Linked DNA regions of Sus scrofa: all the other regions are linked to region 3. A link is a contact called in public promoter capture Hi-C data. All regions are on one chromosome and are shown on one strand. Each heading gives the region's core, a stretch centred on a gene start, on an enhancer-like site or on the middle of the called end of the contact. The rest is flanking DNA. Distances are from core to core; before and after follow the strand shown. Region 1 holds the start of IMMP2L (mitochondrial inner membrane protease subunit 2). Region 2 overlaps IMMP2L (mitochondrial inner membrane protease subunit 2). Region 3 holds the start of LRRN3 (leucine-rich repeat neuronal protein 3).

Region 1 (2,732 bases), core at 182-2,681, 460 kb after region 3:
CACAAAATACCTTCCTCTGTAAGCTTGGGAGAAGATCCCAAAAGAACTTCAACAGTTGTGATGGCACTATTAACTTTATACTTTGGAATCCTAAAGGGTTTTTTTCTTTTCTTTTTCTTTTTTCCACCACGCCCATGGCATGGAACTTCCATATGTTCCAGGGCTAGGGGTCCACTCTGGAGCTGCAGCTTCAGGCCTACACCCCAGCCACTAGGATTTTTACAGGAGTCCCCTTCCCAAATATGAAAGATCTTTGAGGGAGTTCCCTTGTGGGGCAATGGGTTAAGGATCTGGCATTATCACTGCAGCGGTTCAGGTCACTGCTATGGCACAGGTCTGACCCCAGGCCCCGAAATTTCCACATGCCCAGAGAGCAGGCAGAAAGAATGAAAGAACGACAGATCTTTGGGAGGGAAGAGAGGGAGCCAAGACTCCTAAACACTACAGTCTCAGAGACTGGTGGAGGTTAGCTCAGACATAGGGGCCTGAGACAAACAACATTCCAGAAAAGGGAAGGGTAATGAGAGTTTTCTGCCAGGTCAAGTGGCTAAAAGGGATCTATACCAGCTGTCAAACTCCCAGCCAACTCCAGGGCTCTGGAAACCCGAAACAACTCTTGGGCTTGGAGCCTGTGACCCGTGAAGGTGGGCTAAAGTTTCCCAATAACATGATAAAACTTGCTCCCAAGATCCCCCTAGGGCAGTTCTGGACCTCGTCCTCCTCTCCCTAGCGCTCTCAGAATTAAGTGCTAGCTTCTTCCACCCTTGACCATTCTTTACTTACCCTTTCTCCCGTTCTTCCTCGGTGAGAAGGGGTAAGTGGTTATTTTGTGCCCTCGCCCAATTTGGCCAAAACCCTAAAAAGTAAAAATGACAGAGACAAACACGTGTTTTAAAACCCTGACATTCAGGAACTCCCACCACCTGCCCAACACTTCCAGGCAGAAGGCAGCGCGTATCCACAGCGCTCCCTCTAGGCCAGGACTTGGGCCAGAGTTGTCCCCTTTGCTGGGGACAGAGAGCGCGATCTAAGGGCGCCTCGGCTCTGGGCTCCACGTTGCCTTCTCTAGGCTCCCGCTGCCGACCCGAGTTAGCGGGAGGAGGGGGCAGAGTCGGCCGCAGCGCCCGACCTCAGAGAAACACGCGCACGCACTCATGCTCGCGAACACCGCAGGACCTGCGGCCAAGCAGCCCTCCGCCTCCCAGCAACGCCCGCCCCCTCTGGGACCAGCTCCCGGGGAAGGGTCCCAAGCTCTAGGGACCACCAGGTGTCAGCCGGGGTGGCGCGCCGGCCCACCCCCGCCAACCTCAGAGCCTCCCACCCGTCCTGGAGCCCCCCACCCTCCGCACCCGCTGCGCAGCTCAGCCCAAGGGAAGTCCCCGCGCAGGCCCCGCCCTCCGCCGGCGGCAAGCTCCGCCCCCGCCCCCTGTGCGCGGGAGCCGGGCGAAGCTCCGCCCAGGGCGGTTAAGCGGCCTTCCCGGGCGCCTGCGCGGGTTAAGCCCAAAACCCGGCGTGGATCGACAACGGATCAAAATAACACTAACAGCAAGTCACTATTGAGCACTTGCTCCAAGCTCTGCACCATACTGAGGGCAGAAAGAGAAACAAGAGTTGAAAAACCTGTGAAACTGTGTCTTTACCCCCTCCCTTGTCTTACAGATGGGGAAACTGAGACCCCAGCAGTTGCTTTGGGTGCAAGGCCACAGTGGCAAACTGCCATATTAGGCTCTCCCTGTCGACTCCTCCTTACTGCGTTTTTTCTGCTGAAGTGGGCACAGGAAAACTATTGTTTTGCTGCTTCTAGATACGCCAAAGGGAGTAATCCAGAACAGGTGGTTTACTTTGGAGAAACTGGAATTTCATATCAAAGCTTTTGCCTTCAAACGGCACAAACTCTAAGCTGGGTTATTTCAACCTTCAAAGAAAGTGTAACCTAGAGCTACTTTTTTATACCCCTCTCCAAAATACGTCCCTGAGTATGTCTGTTTTTATTGTCCTTCTGGTTACTAACAAACTACTCTGCATTTTCAAATCATTTAACACAAATGTAAGTACCAGATGCTCTGGTATTTTGGTTTAAAAATAATTCTAAAGGTTTCAAAACAAACTCAGAGACTTAAATGGACATGAAGAGAGTAAAATTGCTCACCTGTGAAGGGGTTATGTACCAGTTTTTGTAGTTTTTCTTATTTGTCACTGAAGGAATTACTGTAAGGTAAGTTCTTATTTGCTAATGCTTAGGATTTAATTCCAAGGGCACTCAGCTAATAAGAGCACCCTCATCAAATAGCAATGGAAATCGATTTGTAAATTGGACTGGGACACCTTGGCACTAGTAATTAATAATTAATTAATAATTAACTTAGGTGGTCCTAAATTAAATAGATGGAATTTTGGGCTACTAGGAGCTGAGCAGCCTGGAATGGACTGTATCTAGAAAAACAGCAAAGACAGATATGTGTGTTTCTTAATTAAATGTTTATAAATAAACATACAAAAAGAGTTGCTAAATCTGACCAGCCTGTCACTAAGTTTCATCAAATGTACTTAAGAAGCTGAGACCATCTGAAAAAGCATAAAGTCTCTCCACTGGAGACAGTAAAAGATTTGTGGTTGACAAGGGTTATGATTGAAGAAGGGAAGAATAGGCAGAGCACAGAGAATATTGAGGACACTGAAAATATATTCTGTATGATATAGAATATATAGAATATATATAGAATGAATAACAC
Region 2 (2,806 bases), core at 298-2,797, 380 kb after region 3:
GAATCTCAATTAAGGCCTTATTAAAAACACATACATAAAAATCCCAATATTGTCTAAATAAAGTTTTTTCTTCTAAGAATCATAACATCCTATATTGATTTTCTGTGATTGGTTCAAATAGGTTGATAGTCTCAAGTTGTTTACATCATGAAACAGATGAATAAAGTAGAATTCAAATGTAAATAACTGACCCCTAACAAATACATATACGTAGCAAAAATTACAGTACTTTAAAAAATTACAGATGTCAGATATGCTTCTCATGAGAAATTCATTTCACTATTTGTTACCATTTTAAAAATCTACACTATAATAAATGTGCTAAAGAATCACACCTCCTTAAAAATAACTAAAAACAGGGGTTCCTGTCATGGCCCAGCAGAAACAAATCTGAATAGTACCCATGAGGACACAGGTTCGATGCCTGGACTCACTCAGTGGGTTAAGGATCCAGCATTGCTCTGAGCTGTGGTGTGGGTTGCAGATGCAGCTCAGATCTGGCATTGCTGTTACTATGGCATAGGCCAGCAGGTGTAGCTCCAATTCGACCTCTTAGCCTGGGTACCTCCATATGCCTATGCCGCAGGTGCGGCCCTAGGGGGAAAAAAAAAGACAAAAAATAACTAAAAACATCACTCCCTCCATTTCTAGAGCAAAAAATGAGTATTTGAAGATAATTGCAGGAGCTTAAGTTCATTAACCAACAGTCCCCTAACACCTAAGGCAGTTTTCTGATATTTTTCAGTATGATCTTATTACTGTCTAATTATCCATATTGCTTTTCTTCATTTTTGTTAAACTGAAATTCACAAAAGCAGTTTAACCTTTCACTTAGAATCATTAAATACACTCCCCTCCTTCACTGATAATTGGCCTCTTTATTAACTGATTTCCTCCCATGATTTATTACAAATCTTTTTTTGCCAAATTTGGATCCATTCTGTTAATACATTCTTTACCTTCTTTCAACTCAATTAACACATTGTCACTGTTACCAAAGCTTTCCTATTATTTCTTCAAGTTCTTACTGCTCTTTAAAGATCCCCTAGTAGAATAATGAATTTTTAATAAACCTGGCATACTTTAATGATTCTTATTTAATTCTGCCACAATTTATGTACGACATACTACTCACACTTAAGTACTTCCTACTGCATTGTCAAAGCAGGCTATGGTAACTTTCCCAAGATGCAAATACACATCTTGCAACTTATAACCTCTAAAAACACAGCAAGCCATGTTACAATTATCATATCCACAGGCAAATCAAACTGAGTCAGCTTCTGTCAGCAATTTCAAGAGCCACCCAATTTTTAATACAGTGAAACTTTATACTTGTTGTGCCTTCAGTAAATATTAATGTGACCTCTGAATGTGAGTAAACCTGTCACTAGATTATGCAAAGAGTAACCTTTCATGATATGGGTCATTAAGGCTTTTCATTAATGCAAATAAACAATTACAAAAAAAAGTATTCCTGTTCCCTTCTTGCAAAGACATGTTTTCCTGAGCTCTGAAACACTAATGAAGTTGGGTGGCTGTCGCTTTAAGCCCTTCCCCTTCCTTATCAGCCACAGACACATTTCCCAGCAACTGCCATCTCCTCTCACCAAAAACAGTGTCTTTTTTTTTTTTTTTTTTTTTTGTAACAGGAAAAAAAAGGGGGGGAAAGTAGCTCCTGACTTTAGATCAAATAAGGTGATGTTTAAGTTTCATTTTGAGACTTCTTCCACATTTCCAGGACCTAAACTATGAAAGAGAATATGGGATCTAGGACCATTTTTTTTTTCTAAGTGCTCAGAGTGTTGACAGGTGGGAAATTCATCTGAGGTTGACAAGAGGTGAAGATAACCAGAACAAGATTAACCATGAAGAGTCAAAAACTCAACTCCCAGAATAAATTACACGGGATAAAAAATATCTAAGATTTCTATAGCTTATTTTGAACAGTTTTAAATAGGAATGGACTCTGTGCTCAACCTCTTGTAAAATATCTGCCTGCCAACTTTTAATTTTTTCTAATTTTTCAATCATTTCAACTGAAGGTGAAATCTTAATAAGCATATATTCGTCTGATACCTTTCACCAAAAAAGCCCTTTGTTCAAGGTCTCTTTACCCACTCTAAAATTTCTGGTTCATGTACTAAGACGGCTTCTCTTCTTTAAAAAATGTCAAATCAATGTTGACTCCAGCTTCAAAAGTAAGCAACATATTTTTCCGATATTCTGAGGGACTGATTCTTATGTTTAGCTCTAACGTTTCCTTCTCGATTCCTAAAACCACCTTCATGCAATTTTTTAAATGGAAGAGAACTTACAGACCAACTAGTCTATACCTCTTTGCAGGTGCTAAAACTGACCCTAAAGAGTAGTTCAGAAAGGAGTTCGTGCTGTGGTCCGGTGGGTTAAGAATCCGACTACAGCAGCGAGGGCCACTGAGGAAGTACGGGTTTGATCTCTGGCCCTGATCTGGAGTTGCCGCAGCTGCAACTTAGGTCACAACTGCAGCTTGGATTCAATCTCTGGCCTGGGAACTTCCATATAGCTTGAGTGCTGCCATTACAAACAAACAAACAAACAAAAAAAAGTAGCTTGGAAAATCTCTCCAAGGTCATTAAGCCAGTTATTAAATAATAACAGCTGAAAGAAGCAAGATCTTCTGAAGCTTACTTCTATATTCTTGTACCAAGGAACTAACAGAGGTTTACAGGTTTTTATGTAAAGGAAAATAATAATTTTCACTTAGTTGAGCAACTGCTTAAATAAAATCAGTGTTTTTCAAATGTTTGGTAAGAATCTTTAATAA
Region 3 (2,700 bases), core at 67-2,566:
AATATTTTAAAGAAAACCACAGAGTGAAAATATTTAGCAGTTAGAAACAAAAGCTGGTATTATGATTATAATAATTGTAAACTATTGGTCTATGACGTTTCAATAAATACTTAAGGAGCAATTAGGTGCGAAGCTTTTTTTTTTTTTTTTTTTTTTTTTTTCCTCCCCTCCCCAAGTAAATCCACTAACATGAAAATGTCATCTCTTTTTACTCCACTAGAGGGTAGTCTCCCAAAACTAGGGCTGGAGTCAGGAATCTAACCTGTTTTTGACCTGTTGATAAATTAATCCTCATGTTCCATTCTTTTTAACAAGATGCTTCTCTAGTATACTAATTAAGATTTTAAAACATGCATTTCTTAAATTGCTGTGTATTTACTCATACACTGCTATGCTTTTCTGTGTTTCTTTTCTAAATTTCTGCTAGTTCAGTTAAGTGCTTTACATATGTGGTGTATACAGTATATTCTTCTGGTAAATATAAATTCAGAATAAATAGGTCTAAGAATAAAGAGAAATCATTTTCTTGAGGATTTAATTTTATTTCTTCTGAAATGCTCCCCCAAAGTAGTACAACATACACCCCAAACATACCACGCACACAGACACCCACACAAACACCTTGACATACGCACCTGTTCACATGTGGCTGGCAAATTAATTTCACCACATAAGGACAAGTGAGTGAATGTAACTGGAAATAGTATTTTTAAAAAATACCCCCTCATAGGCCAATGTTGTAAGTGATAGAGAAGCAAATATGTGCTTTATTTTAAAAAATTGGTCAGTGCAGGTAATAAATATCATTGCTTTAAAAACAAAGTGTTACTGAACAGCAAGCACATATGCTATATGAAGTAGGACCTACAGAAAACCAAATGCCACTCAAACAGTTTCTAGCCACACTTTTTAAATAATACTGCCATGGGTGAAGCTCAGAGAGAGCAAGTTGGAGGCTCTGCATCTCTCCCAGGAGTTTTTAATATTAGAGAAATCTTTATTAGTAATGTGTCCTGCTATTTTCAGAGAGAAAACATAGTTTCCCTGAATGACTGACAACCTAAACAGGGGAAACCTGGTCAAAAATTCCCAGTTTTTGACTGGGAGGCAGGAAGGGAAGGAGGGAGGAAGGAAGGGGAGGAGGGAGGGTGGGAGGAAGGAAGAAAGAAAGGAAGGAGGGAAAGGAGAAAGGGAGCGGGGAAAGGAGAAAGGGAGCGAGGAAAGGAGGAAGAGAGGGAGGAAGGAGGGAAGGAAGGAAGGAGGGGAGGGAGGGAGAGAGGGAGGGAGGGAGAGAGGGAGGGAGAGAGGGAGGGAGGGAATGATACCCAGGAAAATATGCGAGCCTGTTTCATTTATTTGTATCCTAAGCAGCAGTGTCATAGAACAGACAGGTTGTTTCAGCCAACCAGACGGGAGCAGCTGCGAGTGCTACATCTTGGCAGTCCGAAGCGATTGGCTCCTCTCTGGGGAGTGGAGGGTGTTCGGTTATTAATGACCGCTGAGCAGGCAGCACCATGTCAGTGTGACAACTGATCGGGTGAACGATGCACCACTAACCACCATGGAAACCAGGAGAAATAAAGCCAGCTCTCGGGATCTCTCTTCACTGGATTGAGAGCCTCAGCCTGCCTGCCTGCGGACTAAGAGAAAGAGTTCCGGGAAAAAGAAGGAATCCCAGCTGCAGCCTCCTGCCTCCGTTTGTAATTTAAAATACCGAGATAAGATTGCTGGCATGTGTGCGTATCTATAGTACACGTTAGTGTATACTTTAGTACACACACGTATGCACCTCTTTATACGCGGGCAAGAACACAACCATGTGATTATCGCAACTAAGGAACTGAGGAGTCCAGCACACGGGGACAGGAAGGTTGTGTAGCACAGAAACGCTTTTGCTGGGTAAGTTTGAAATACACATTTCTATTTAAATATGCTCTATTTCTTGTTTAGCTGATGCTTGCTGGGTTTTTTTGTTTGTTTGTTTGTTTGTTTGAACACTGAAATTCTCCTTTGATGTTCTCTTCTTGTCTGCATTCTGAACGCCTTTTCTTTCCATTTTACTTTTGAGAGGAAATTCAAATGCAAAAGCCCTCTGGCTCTGTGCATGTCTAGCTGTGTTTGTGGGATTCTCCAACATGAATTTTACTAGCTTGAACGCCCATCAGAGGATGTGAGTGGGAGAGAAAAAGCAGTGCTGGGGGGGGGCGGAGAGAAAGGAGAGAGACCAAGAGAGAAGAGAAGGGGACAGTGGGAGAGAAGACCAGAGGAGAGAAGGAGACAGGGAGAGAGGGCGCGGGAATTTTCCTTTGCTTCACATTATTTGCAATGAAAAGCAGGTCACACATCATTCTCTGTTTTGAAACCAACCCCCAAATGGGGCATTTTTCTCCCTTTCATCTACTGCTGGAAATTAAGGCAAATGCTGCTGCATGTCAAGAGCTAAAACCACTAAGCAGAGCAGTGGAATGAGCATATCACAAACAGTTATTGAATTTCTGCCAGGCTACATCTTACGGATTGGGGTAAATGAGTATCCTTTAATAACATCCCCTCACTGGTTTGAAAGGACAGTGCAAATGTCTGATGGCTAATGCAGCTGGAATTGACACACGCTAGGTAAAAGGATCCCATGAACCAGAAGAGTTCCAATCTTCTGTGGTAATTAACAGGATCACAGCAGGATAGCTTTAAAGTACATTT

The links. Promoter capture Hi-C pulls out the DNA fragments that hold promoters and counts their contacts.
Region 1: a promoter capture Hi-C map of fetal liver shows a contact between it and region 3, with 5 times the contacts expected there. The contact joins the promoter of IMMP2L here to the promoter of LRRN3 in region 3. A contact is called at or near these places in 2 of 5 promoter capture datasets (fetal liver and liver), 3 of 47 Hi-C or Micro-C datasets (embryonic fibroblasts, liver and skeletal muscle) and 1 of 2 datasets of contacts at active chromatin or transcription factors (skeletal muscle).
Region 2: a contact with region 3 is called in a promoter capture Hi-C map of fetal liver, with 4 times the contacts expected there. The contact joins the enhancer-like site here to the promoter of LRRN3 in region 3. A contact is called at or near these places in 2 of 5 promoter capture datasets (fetal liver and liver), 15 of 47 Hi-C or Micro-C datasets (adipocytes, alveolar macrophages, brain and 11 more) and 1 of 2 datasets of contacts at active chromatin or transcription factors (skeletal muscle).

What each region holds. Positions count from the first base shown.
Region 1 is chr18:34,005,540-34,008,271 of Sscrofa11.1, reverse strand. IMMP2L (mitochondrial inner membrane protease subunit 2) reads right to left here and starts at 1,431. Exons shown (of 7, transcript XM_021079089.1): 1 at 1,350-1,431; 2 at 784-856.
Region 2 is chr18:34,084,727-34,087,532 of Sscrofa11.1, reverse strand. The region is part of intron 4 of IMMP2L (mitochondrial inner membrane protease subunit 2); the gene reads right to left. Among named protein-coding and RNA genes, the nearest start is that of IMMP2L, 79 kb to the right of the region's middle. Within about 2 kb of position 1,547, at least 3 of the 83 cell types and tissues checked have an H3K27ac peak or open chromatin away from gene starts, as enhancers often do. A contact at or near this core is called in fetal liver, where this site is marked.
Region 3 is chr18:34,464,277-34,466,976 of Sscrofa11.1, reverse strand. It overlaps LRRN3 (leucine-rich repeat neuronal protein 3), which reads left to right and starts at 1,316. Exons shown (of 2, transcript XM_003134770.4): 1 at 1,316-1,899. All of the region lies in intron 4 of IMMP2L (mitochondrial inner membrane protease subunit 2), which reads right to left.